Regions from separate parts of the Pan troglodytes genome. Here region 2 is linked to region 1. Evidence: chromatin contacts called from public Hi-C data. All regions are on one chromosome and are shown on one strand. Each heading gives the region's core, a stretch centred on a gene start, on an enhancer-like site or on the middle of the called end of the contact. The rest is flanking DNA. Distances are from core to core; before and after follow the strand shown.

The links. A called contact is a pair of places that touch in the nucleus more often than the background predicts.
Region 2: a Hi-C map of induced pluripotent stem cells shows a contact between it and region 1, with 2.5 times the contacts expected there. The contact joins the promoter of RNF175 here to the promoter of MND1 in region 1. A contact is called at or near these places in 3 of 7 Hi-C or Micro-C datasets (induced pluripotent stem cells, lymphocytes and stem cell-derived neural progenitor cells) and 1 of 1 datasets of contacts at active chromatin or transcription factors (stem cell-derived excitatory neurons).

What each region holds. Positions count from the first base shown.
Region 1 is chr3:155,123,412-155,129,206 of NHGRI_mPanTro3-v2.0_pri, reverse strand. It overlaps MND1 (meiotic nuclear divisions 1), which reads right to left and starts at 3,559. Exons shown (of 7, transcript XM_054683438.2): 1 at 3,440-3,559. The coding sequence starts at 3,442.
Region 2 is chr3:155,539,523-155,545,317 of NHGRI_mPanTro3-v2.0_pri, reverse strand. It overlaps RNF175 (ring finger protein 175), which reads left to right and starts at 3,248. Exons shown (of 7, transcript XM_063809152.1): 1 at 3,248-3,411. The coding sequence starts at 3,346.

The DNA of each region.
Region 1 (5,795 bases), core at 2,310-4,809:
CAACCAATCACCAAGTTCTGCCAGTTTCAGCATTTAATTATTTCTCTTATCTGTCCTGTCTGTTCTATCTCTACTACCACTGCCTCATTCAGGCCTTCATCATCTATCTCCTGCAATATACCTCCAGTCCCCTAACCACACTTTGACTCACCCTCTATGTTCACATTCCGCACTGGGAAAACATAAATAAGACCTTTTTCCCTGCCTTGCTCAAAACCCTCCAGTGGCTCCCAGACATCCAGACGTTTCTGAGTACCCCAGTATGATATACAAGGCCCTTTATCACCTAACCCCAACCTACCTTTTATAGCCTCTTCCACCACACCCCACCTCAAACTTTGCCATTAACAGTATGGAGACCTAAGCAACTTGTAATACAAAAACTGCCTGTAATTATCTACTCGAAGAATGCTCTCATTTCCATCCTTAAAAAAAATGTTCCTCCACCTAGAACATCCTCACTTCTTGCCTAGTCAAAACTCCAAAACATCTCCCAAGGCTTAGTTTAGGCACTCTCCCTCCAGAACTTCCCTGAGTTCACAGGCTAAGCATGTATTCCCAGAACACACCTTCATCAAATCACTCACTACATTGAAAAGATGTTTACTTGTCCGTATCAGCACACTGAAAAACTTCTTCAGAACATGAACTGCCTTTGCCTTTCCAGGGCTTAGTGCCAAGTTAGACAAGGGAGACATAAAGCTCTTAATTTTAGCACCATGTATCTAAAGCCCCCAACTCTAAAATTTGAGGCTGCTCAGGCTCCTAAGCCCCCCAACACCTACCATACTCCCATAGATATAACAGGTGAATTAATCATAGTGAATTCAGTGACACCATGTATTGCCTGGCTTGGAGAGACAAATCAGAGAAATCTCAGTTAGGCAAACTCCAGGAACCCATACAGATCTGCTCACTAAACCTAGGGCTGAGAGCTAGCGTCCAGGACTGCTCTATTTGCCTCCCTTCATTCTCACCTCTGCAGTATCTGACAAATCAAGCATGAAATTCATAACAGTTAGAAGACTCCTTCAACATATTTTTCTAGTCCAATAGGTCCTAAACTGCCATACATTAGAATCACCTCAGGAGTTTTTAAAAAATACCGATGCCCAGGCTCATCTCTAATGAATGGAATAAAAATCTCTGGAATGGGACCTGGGCAACATATTTTTTAAATCCTCCAACATATTTTAAAAATCCTCTCCAACATATTTTTTAATTGTGCCCCAGGGTTGAGAACACTACTTTTGTCAGCCCAGAATCTGAAGGCCATGTCAAGGGCGCTGCGGGGCAATGGGAATCCCTTTAGAATTTCAGTGTGTCGCTGCACTAGCAGAAAGCAGATCCTGAAGTGTTAGGAAAGACTCCTAACATTTTGATATTCGAAACAGCTCCTTGCACTCCACAAGAATCTGCCCCCCAGAGGCAGGCAATGAGGAGAATCTAGTGTCCTGGGGTACCCAGTTTTAGGAAAGCTCTCAACACTCAGCTCAGCAGCTATGAAAGTTACTCAAGAAATGTGGATGAGCTGTATCATCCATTTACCTTGTTTTCAGGCTGATTTATTCATCAGTCTCTTTCATGACTAGAAATAATTTCTATTATTAACCACAGTAGGAGTATCATAGCCAGAATTGAAATGACTAATGTAAAAAGATGCCATATTAATACTCATATTTAGAAACTTCTCAAAAAAAATCAATGAGGATTTATTTAATATTTAATTAAGACTAGGAAAAACCTGATAGTATAAGTTAGAGATGCATTCAAATTAGTAAGTCAGGAGACTCAAAACCTGACTCAAGGACTATGAAGCTTTCTGGAAGTATTTTAAACCACTTAAAAAATCATGTTATCTGAGGAACCTTCTCAGTTAGAAGTTATGGAATTCCTACAGCCAGCCCTACTAATCAATTACGATAAAATTATGAAGAATTATTAAGTAGACATCACTGCTGCTCTCAGAGTTCAGCACTGCACTTCTCCAATTTCAAAAATTGCCTGAACTCATTAACTATTTACTTAGGATGCCTAACCAAATGAAAACAGCTATTAATTCATAAACAATCAAAAGTTTACCTTTGACCAACACTAAATTTATTTCTCGATCACATATTAAAAAATAGAAGTCCACATCTTATCAAAAGCTTTAATTTTTTAAAAGGATTCTCTATTATCGGAGGTAAGCTTCTAAAGAGTTAACACATTTAGTATTAGCAGGTGATTCATGTGTAGAGAGATAGATTAGGTAAAAGGACAAGGCGCGTTTGAGCTGCACAGTTCTCCAAGTCAGTTATACGAGGCCAGCAACTCTGCAGAGAAAAATTGTAACACAGAAGGGCACTGCTAACAGATTTGTTTTAACTGTAGTCCTGTTTGGCTTCTTAGAGCACTTTACGCCCAGGTGGCTGGGTTGTTAGTTTAACCACAAAGAGGCCGTTATCATTTATAACTACATCTGGACAAATATCTTCAAATAAATACCATACAACTGGATCCTGGTGTCCCACCCTGCCCCCCTTAGCTCGGCAACATTTAACGGCCACGTAAGTAAATGAAGATATTAAAATCTTAGATCCATTTAACCAGATGTTGATTCTTCGCCAACTGAAGCAGAAAAAACGGCATGAAACTTTGAAGGTTTATGAAAATGATTTGATGAGCAGAAAGACGTTAAGCTCACAAAGCCGATCTTACCAGGACTTAACTGATCATGACCCACGAGGAAGCCTAATTCAGTGCAGAGCGTCCTTAAAAAAGCAACAGCGCCCTACACAACCAGCAGCGCCCGGCACAAGAGCAGCGACTCCTGCCCTTTGGCAGAAACCGGGGCGTTTTCACAGAAATCGACTAATTGGCACACAGTGAAGATCCATTAGGTAACTCGAAACTGAGCAGTTCTGGAATGTGCTCTACATATTACAATACAGAAAACCACTCAATGGTGACAAACCAGGAGTGCGCTTTGGGATCAAGACGTTCGCTCCCCGCAGTCCCTCCCGCCCACTTGCGCTTTCTCTCCCCGTTCTTAATGGGGGGGGCTACACCACGCGGGGCCGAAGCTGGAGGCGTAGGGAGCGCAGGTTCTCAAGGGCCCCGTGGTCTTTCAGATAAATCCAGGTTGGTGAAGTTCTCGGGTCACGTTCGCGAACGCTTCCCGCGTTCTAACCTAACCCGCCCGAACGGGCCCTGGGGACAGACGCGGGGTGCAGCCGGCGGGGAGGCCGCGGATGCCCCCGCGCCTCGGGACTCCGGACGGGAGCGGCGGGGAACGCCGCAGAGTGCGGAGTGGCTGCGGCGGGGCCGGGCCGGGCGCCTACACGGTGAGGCCCGGAATGGCGGTCAACGCCAGGCCGGGATCCACATGCAGCCGAGGGGCGGCGAAGCCCACACACTAGGGAGGAAGAAGACGCGGGACCGTAGCCTCAGTCCTTACCATGGCGCGGGCGCAGGGGCTTCCGCTGGCCGGGCCCGCGCTTGGGGAGAGGGGAGGGACAGGCCACGACGCGTTTGATTTTGGCGCCGACTACGCCGCGGGGGCGGAGCAGCGAGACGGTGGAGGTGGGGGAAAGGCCGGTCCTCGCCCGCGCGGCGCGCAGCGACCCCTAGCGACCCATCCGAGCCGCCGGCGGGGGAAGGGGCGCGGGCCTGGGGCCGGGGCTGGGGGGAGCGTGTCCGCGTCTCAGTGGACGGGTTGCAGAGCTGCCTCCGACTCCTCGGTATTCTGTGAATGTGACCTTTTTTTTTTTTTAAGGACATCTTGCCTTTGCTTTTACTGCGTTTTCTTGGCGCCGCAGAAATATGGCCTAAGTTTGGATGTAAAAAATAGAGGCGTTTAGGCTGTTGAGGAAGGAAACGCTGCCTCCATCCTTCCGGACTTGTCCTGTCTGGGGCGGACTGGATTCCTTTCTCGTCTTCTAATCTGACCCCTCATCTTAACCCCAGCCGCTACCCACTGCTTTCCAGCTTTTCAAATCCTGTGTATGTCTGTTTGTTTTTCCCTTAGGTTTTAAAAAAGAAGGAAACAACGGAATGAATTTCAAATCAACATGGTCAAAAATACGCTACTTCATGGCTTGAGAATAGATCCAGATTCATAGCAAAAGCTCAGGCCCCTGAAAGTGCTGAAAAATTTTAACTCAGAATTCAATTATTTTGAAAATTATTCTATGGTGTTTTGAACCATTTTTAGGTGTAAGAAGTACGGTCGGGCGCTGTGGCTCACACCTGTAATCCCAGCAATTTGGGAGGCCGAGGCGGGCAAATCACTTGAGGTAGGGAGTTTGAGACCAGCCTGGCCAACATGGTGAAATCCCATCTCTAATAAAAATACAAAAATTAGCCAGGCGTGGTGGCGGGCGCCTGTACAATCCCAGCTACTCGGGAGGCTGAGGCAGGAGAATCGCTTGGACCCAGGAGGCAGAGGTTGCAGTGAGCCAAGACCCCGCCACTGCACTCCAGCCTGGGCGACAGAGTGAGACTCTGTAACACACACACACACACACACACACACACACAGAGTGAGACTCTGTAACACACACACACACGCACGCACACACACACACACAGTATAGTAAGTCTTGTAGATGCTATAAGAGTAGCATCTAAAGTTGGAATTTATGTCCCCTGTTGCTTCTGCTGGAGGCAGAGGAAGGGGTACATTGAATTGCAGCGTTCCATTAATTTGGTTTTTCCTGTAAGAGTTATACCATGTAATTGATGGTACATAAGGTAATTTTAAAATGATAAATGAGTACATTAAGTAACTACAGTAGTGGTATATAAATTTGTGCTATTTGGGGAAAGCCTTGTCTTAATTGGCTCTCAGGCTTGTTGCAGGTGAGTGGTGACTATCTGAGGCCAGTGGCGCTGTGGCAGAAAAATTTACCAAGGCAGTTGTAAGTAAAGAAAGGCAGAATCATTAGAGAAAGCATGAAAATACGTTGCAAGGGAGCAATGGGCAGAATCAGCAGAAAAGGAGCTGACTGCAAGGAAACAAGGGCTTGCTGGGGATTTTATAGAATAGTGCTTATGCTGTATACGGAAGAGGGCTTTGTGCAGTACTGATGTTACAGTCCCAAGTTTTCCTCCGCCCCTGCCTCTAAAGCGACACAGTGCAAAAGCCTGCCCTGGGACAGTAACAAATTGACCCAAACAGGTCTTCTTTTGGGAAAAATGAGTGCTAAATGGATATAAAAAAGGGTTGGTCACTTAAGCTGCATCTGTACCCTAAGTGTCACTGAGAGCTGCTGTGACAGTTCTCTGAGGTTCCTGGTGTGCACTGCAGTCTTGATCAACCAGACCTGGGAATCACCACCTAGGAAAGAAGACACATTCTACTGCCTCTGGTTCCTTTGCATTTTCAGTACAAATACCTCAAACTTCAGATAACCTTCTGATGCCCCTTCCTTGACATTCTGAAAAGCATGACCTATAGGAGCAGCTTATTTATTTATTTAGAGTTGGAGTTTCGCTCTTTTGCCCAGCCTGGAGTGAAGTGGCATGATTTTGGCTCACTGCAACCTCCAACCCCCAGGTTCAAGCGATTCTCTTGCCTCAGCCTCCTGAGTAGCTGGGATTATAGGCGCCCACCACCACCCCCGGCTAATCTTTGTATTTTTAGTAGAGATGGGGTTTTACCATGTTGGCCAGGCTGGTCTCGATCTCCCAATCTCAGGCGACCCATCCGCCTTGGCCTCCTAAAGTGCTAGGATTACAGGCGTGAGCCACCGTGCCTGGCAGGAGGAGCTTATAAAGGAAATAGGAAAACAAAGTCAAGTCACTTGGAAGAG
Region 2 (5,795 bases), core at 1,999-4,498, 420 kb before region 1:
AAATTTTTCATTTTAATACAGGCAGACTTTTTTCTTTGCCATTTGTTCTTTGTGAGTCTTGTTTAATATATCTTTTCTTATCTTGAGACCATAAAAACATTCTTTTAGATAAACTTTTGCTTTCTAACCACCAGTTTTGTGCTGGTATGGTATAATTTTTTTTTCTTATGGATAAACCAATTACTAAATAATCTATTTTTTTCTGCTGATTTGCTACTCCTCTCATGAAACTAGTTTTCCATAAATGTATGTGCCCATTCTGTTCCTTGAGTCTGTTGATTCCTGCACCAAATATGACAATCAACTGACTAGTGATTCTTGACCCCACCTTGTTTCTCAAACGCATTTACCACATTAGCTAATTTCTTCCATTACATCATTAAAACCACCTCAGGACTCTATATTGCGGGACATGAAGGAGGATGCACAGACTACAGCTAAAATGCTGAAGAGATTAGTGTTAAGCAGCAGAATACAGTTCATCTATTCCAGGACAGAAGACAGAGTCAGCCGCCAACCATTTGATTTGGAAAACAAAATTTCAAATTAATTAACCTTGTTTCAGTGAACTACTCCAGAAAGCATTGCCTAACTGACTGGGAAATTAAATATTCATTCTGAATATCTGCAATTTGATCATAGAAGAAACCAGGTATAAGAGGAGGATAGATTAGAGCAAAGCCATCATTACTGATGGGGAAGAAATGCACTTTTTGAGTTTTATTCTGATATGATTGCTGAGCTGAAGCCAGAAGGAAGATGATACCTTTGTGCATACATGGGTCTCCAGTGAAGTATGTGGGTCTTTTTGGTGCCAATCAATCAGGAGAGAGAGTTTCAAATCAGGGACCTAAGACTTATATAACAATAACAGGTCAGAATTTTATAGAAAGGGAACATCTATCTCCATATGGACTATTTTCATTTTATTATTTTGCTGCCTTGGGAGAATCTAGATGAATGTGAGGATATCCTGGGCTGGAGAGAAAAAATGGCTCTTGCCACATGAAGGCAGGCCACAAGATAGGTAGAGAAGTAACATGTCCAAATGAACCCACTATTTTTGTGTCCCCAAATCTGCTGCTCTTTCAATGTTCCCATTCTCAGCAATGGCAGCACTGTCTGCCCAAATGCTAGACTGCCCAAGCCACATGCCTGGGCACCATCCTTGGAGATGAGTCAAGTACAGTAGATTCTATTACCTAGATCTCCCATCCCCAAACACATCTCTCCATCTCCCCTCCACTCTGTCCCTGCACACACTCTCACCACCAAGGCCACTGTCATCCTTAGAGCTGAAACTACAGCAATAGCTTTCTGGCTGGTCTCTCTGTCTTGAGTCATAGTCATAGCCCTCTTCCCCACTCTTGAAGCCAAAAGGCAAGTCTGGTATTGTCATTTTCTTGCTTAAAACTCGGTAATGGCTTCTCATTCTCCTGAGGCTACAGTCCAAACTGTTTAATATGATTTACGTGGATCTGGCCCTTGCTGACCTTCGCAGCTACTTCCTTGAGAGATTAAGAACCCAGACCATGAAGTCAGTTTTGTCTGGGTTCAAATTCCCACTGCCCCACCTATTAGCTTCAAAACTTGAACAAACTTCTGGACCTCTCTGTGCTTCAGTGTTCTCCCGTGTAAAACACGGACAGTCACAATGCCCACCTCACAGGATTGTCAGGAAGACTGAATGAGCTAACACAGGTAGAGTGCTCAGGACGGCACCTGGCACACGGTAAGCATTCTATCAATGTTAACCATGATTTTTATTTCTCCAATTCATTATGCCTTCTCCAGCATTCTGGCCCTTGCGTCCGCTGTTCTCTCCATCTCAGACACTCTTTCCAACACACTCTGATCATGCTACAAGGTAGTCTTCAGATGTAGGTAACAGCCCCAGCGGCACCTGAAAACTTGTTCAAAAGACAAATGCTCAGGCCCCACCCTAGACCTACTATATTAAAAACTCTAGGGCTCAACTCCAGCAATCTGAAGATTTTTGTTTTGTTTTTTGATAGAGTCTCGCTCTGTTGTCCAGGCAGAAGTGCAGTGGTTCCATCACGGCTTACTGCAGCCTGAACCTCCCGGGCTCCAGCGATCCTCCAGCCTCAACCTCCTGAGTAGCTGGGGCTACAGGTGTACCACGCCCAGCTCACTTTTGTATATTTTATAGAGATGGGGCTTCACCATGTTGCCTAGGCTGGTCTCAAACTCCTAGGTTCAAGCAATCCGCCCGCCCTGTCCTCCCAAAGTGCTGGGATTAAAGGCATCAGCCACTGTGCTTGGCCAGCACTCTGAGTTTTAACAAACTCAGCATTCCTCCATAGGATTCTGATGCCCAGTTAAGGCTGGAAAACCAAGGCACCATCCGTGATAAATTGTACTTAGATGCTTATTTTTCTCTATCCCCTGTTAGGCTCTACGTTCCACAATGGCAGAGAAATGTCCATCTTGGTCCGTTCACCTCCTTTTTGGTGTTGACAAATACAAGCCATCACAAACTGGAAAGGGGTAAGCCGTATTTCGTAGGACACATCATCTAATTCTGTGCTCCTCTTTTCAACACCCAGGTATTTCTAAAGGCTTGCCTAAACGTTCCAGCTTGTTCTCAACCTTGAAGCCAGGCTTAGGCCTAAGTTGTAAAGGCGGGAGGGGAGACCCTGGAGGTAGAGGGGCAAAGGCAAGATGCTTGCGTCGCAGGGGCCCTGCATGGCCTGGAGCAGCATAGGGGCCAAGATGGTCTGCGCTCTCCCTAGATTGGAGTTTCTCTCCATCATCTTTGGAGGAAGCACAGATAACTGAGGTAAGTCTGTATCTGCACAGCCACCCGAACTCCTGCCTCCTAATAAACACCTCTGAGGGAGAGGAAACTCTCTCTCTCTCTTCTCTTCCTCCCCAGCACCCCTCGCCCCCCCACCGCCATTTCTCACTCCTCTACTCCCCTCTCTCTCCCTACCCACCTCTGACCCCTCCTCCAGTCCTGCCGCCCGGTAACAAAACCGGGCTTCCCGCCACACGCAGCCGGTAGGGCTCAGGACGCTTTATCGGCGACAATGGCTGGCTGAATGGGAGGCCTGAGGTCCTGAAGGAACCGGGGGTGCTGGCGACCGGGACCTCGAGGCCGCTGCTGGGGAGGACGCTGGCCAGCGTGCAGGGGGCGGAGGCGGGGCGTGCCGGGAGGCTCCCATCTCCCGCCCCGCACAACCCGGGCAGGGCCGCCGCTCCGCCGCCGCCGCAGATCCGGCTCTCACCCTCGGCTCCCGAGGCCCCGCGGCGCCTCCTTCTGCGGACTCTGCGGGACCCTCCCCGGCAGGCGCTGTGCCCTGGAGAAGGCACAGTGGCTCAGGCATGGCCGCGGGGGCGGCGGCGCGGAAGGCAGCGCCGGTGCTGGAGGCCCCCCCGCAGCAGGAGCAGGTAGTGGCGCGGGGGCGCGGGCGTGGGGGACGCCAGGCCGGGGTCCCGGGGCTCACGCTGGTGCCGGGCAGGCTGCACAGACTGGTCTCCAAGACCCCGGGCCCCACCGGGGAGAACCGGCCCTGGAAAGACGTGGGGACGGAGGCATGACCTTCTGGAAGATGCCACCGTGCGGGGTGCCAGTCCCTCCTCCACTCCCTCCCTCCCCACTTCTGTGCCCTCCCCGCTACCTTCCTTTCCTCCTTCTGATCCTCTTCCTTCGCTCCATCCCTCTGTTCGCATCCTCGCACTTTCTCTTCCAGGCTCACCCCTTCCACTCCCGCCCTCCTTAGTGACCGCCTGTGCCCTCCTCCCTCCTCGGCGGAAGCCCCCAGAGCCCAGGGTCAAGGTCGTAAGCTGCGAGAGAGGGGAAGGGGTGTACTGCAGGCTTTTGGCTAGACCGCCCTGGTTCTCAAACTCGAGTGTCATCAGAATAACTCGGAGGGCCTGTTACCACGCAGACTGCTGGTCTGTGCCCAGGGTTTCTGATTCAAGATGTGTACCCTGATCGTCAGCTTGTCTTGCCTGGTGCTCAACCTAGCCCATTTCTGCTTCTGCTGGCGTCAATTGCAAACCCAATCTTAATTTATTCTTCATTCATAGGACAATTCTTCTTAGGCTACATCCAGGTACCAGGAGGATTTGGGGGTGGAGGAGGGTAGGTCTTACCTGGAGGAACCCAAATCCCATCCGTAAAACGAGGACAAAAATAACTCTTAAGGGCAAAGATAACTCTTAAACAACAACAAAAATCACTCACAGAGCGGGTAGGAAGAGATTAATGTCCCAAAATAGGTTCAGGCAAAGAACTGTAGGATTTCTGAGAAGGGCTTGCTCCTGACTAACCCCCTTCTCCTCCAACCCGTGAGGGCGTGGCGTTCGAGCTGGGTGTTGGGGAATGGACAGGATCTGACCTCGTGGGCCAGAGAATTCTAGATGGAGGGAACAACAGTACCAAATGGCTTGGAGATTTTTTTTTTTTAAATATTGGGATGGATGGCCATGGGACAAGGCAGAGAGAGGGGACTGTCCACTCTGACTGGCAGAAACCTAGGGGTCAGGAATGCTTATAGCAAAAAATGAGGGTGGGCTAGGCTGTGGAGGGGCTTGTGTACCACAAAATGGGGAAACTTAAAATGAAACTCCATGACTTTCTTGCTGGTTTCAAACCCAGATTATCGAAAGGGAGGTTCTGAATTGATGAATGCATGCCAGGAGTGTCAGAGGATCTAGTATTGGTGGATTTGCTGCTGATCTTTGCTCTTCCTTAAGGCTGGCATCACTGCCTAGTCTGCTGCCCTCAGGAGGTATGGCCTCTCTGTTGAGGCTGCCCTAGGAGGGACTCACAGCTTTTCCCTTAATCCCATATGGCAAGACAGTGTGGTCCAGGAACCAGCAGCCAAGGCATTACCTGGGAGCCTGTTAAAAATGCAGTCTCAGTTCCCATGCCAGACCCACTGAATTGAAATCCGCATTTTAACCAGATCCCAGGGTGATTCATTTGCACATCAAAGTTCAAGAAGTGCTGGTTTCTTGACTTTACTAGAGCTAGGGATAAGAAAGTGAAAACAGAGATAGTTACTGACCAGCCTATTATCTGATAGCTTCCCTTTGGTTTGAACCTCACCCTATTTTATTTTCCTTCATCACCCTTATCACTACCTGAAGTATGTCTATGTGTGTATTTGATTGTCTAAGAACCTCCTTCAGCATGAAAGCTCCAGCAGAAAAGCCATGTGGTCTGCCTTGCTCGCTCCTGTATTTCCAGGACCTAGAACAGTCTCAGCAAATGGCAGGGCCTCAATAAATATGTATTGAATGAATAAATGAACAGTAACGTACAATCTTATGATGTAAGACCCTAAGTCCAGCATACCTTACTGGACAAACACCATCTCCCTATTCGCCATCCTCCACCTCCCCAGCTACAACCCCTGGGGTCTTTTGAGACTGCAACTGGTTAGGTATGTTTGAAACTCCTTAAATTTGGAGTGTAAGAGAGCAGAGACCATGGGTTTAGGAGTTCCCTCTTCTGCTTGTCTGAGGCTTGCTTTCCAGGCTCGGATTTCTCCTGAGAGCTGAGAGGACCCACCACTTCCCCAAAACTGCTCTCTGCCTGGGAGCAGGCCATACACAGCCCCTCCTCTCCACCCACAGGCATGCGGCCTTGCCTTGTGACATGAATTCCTTACCAATGAATACAGCCCTCTAAACCTAACATTCCTACCTGGCACTCACATGTGGTCCAGGGTCATCACTAGTTTCTGAGTTCATTGTTCTGGCTTTGCCACTTGGTTTAGAAAGATTTTTCTAACAGGAGGGTTTTGTGAGGGAAGAGTTGAAAG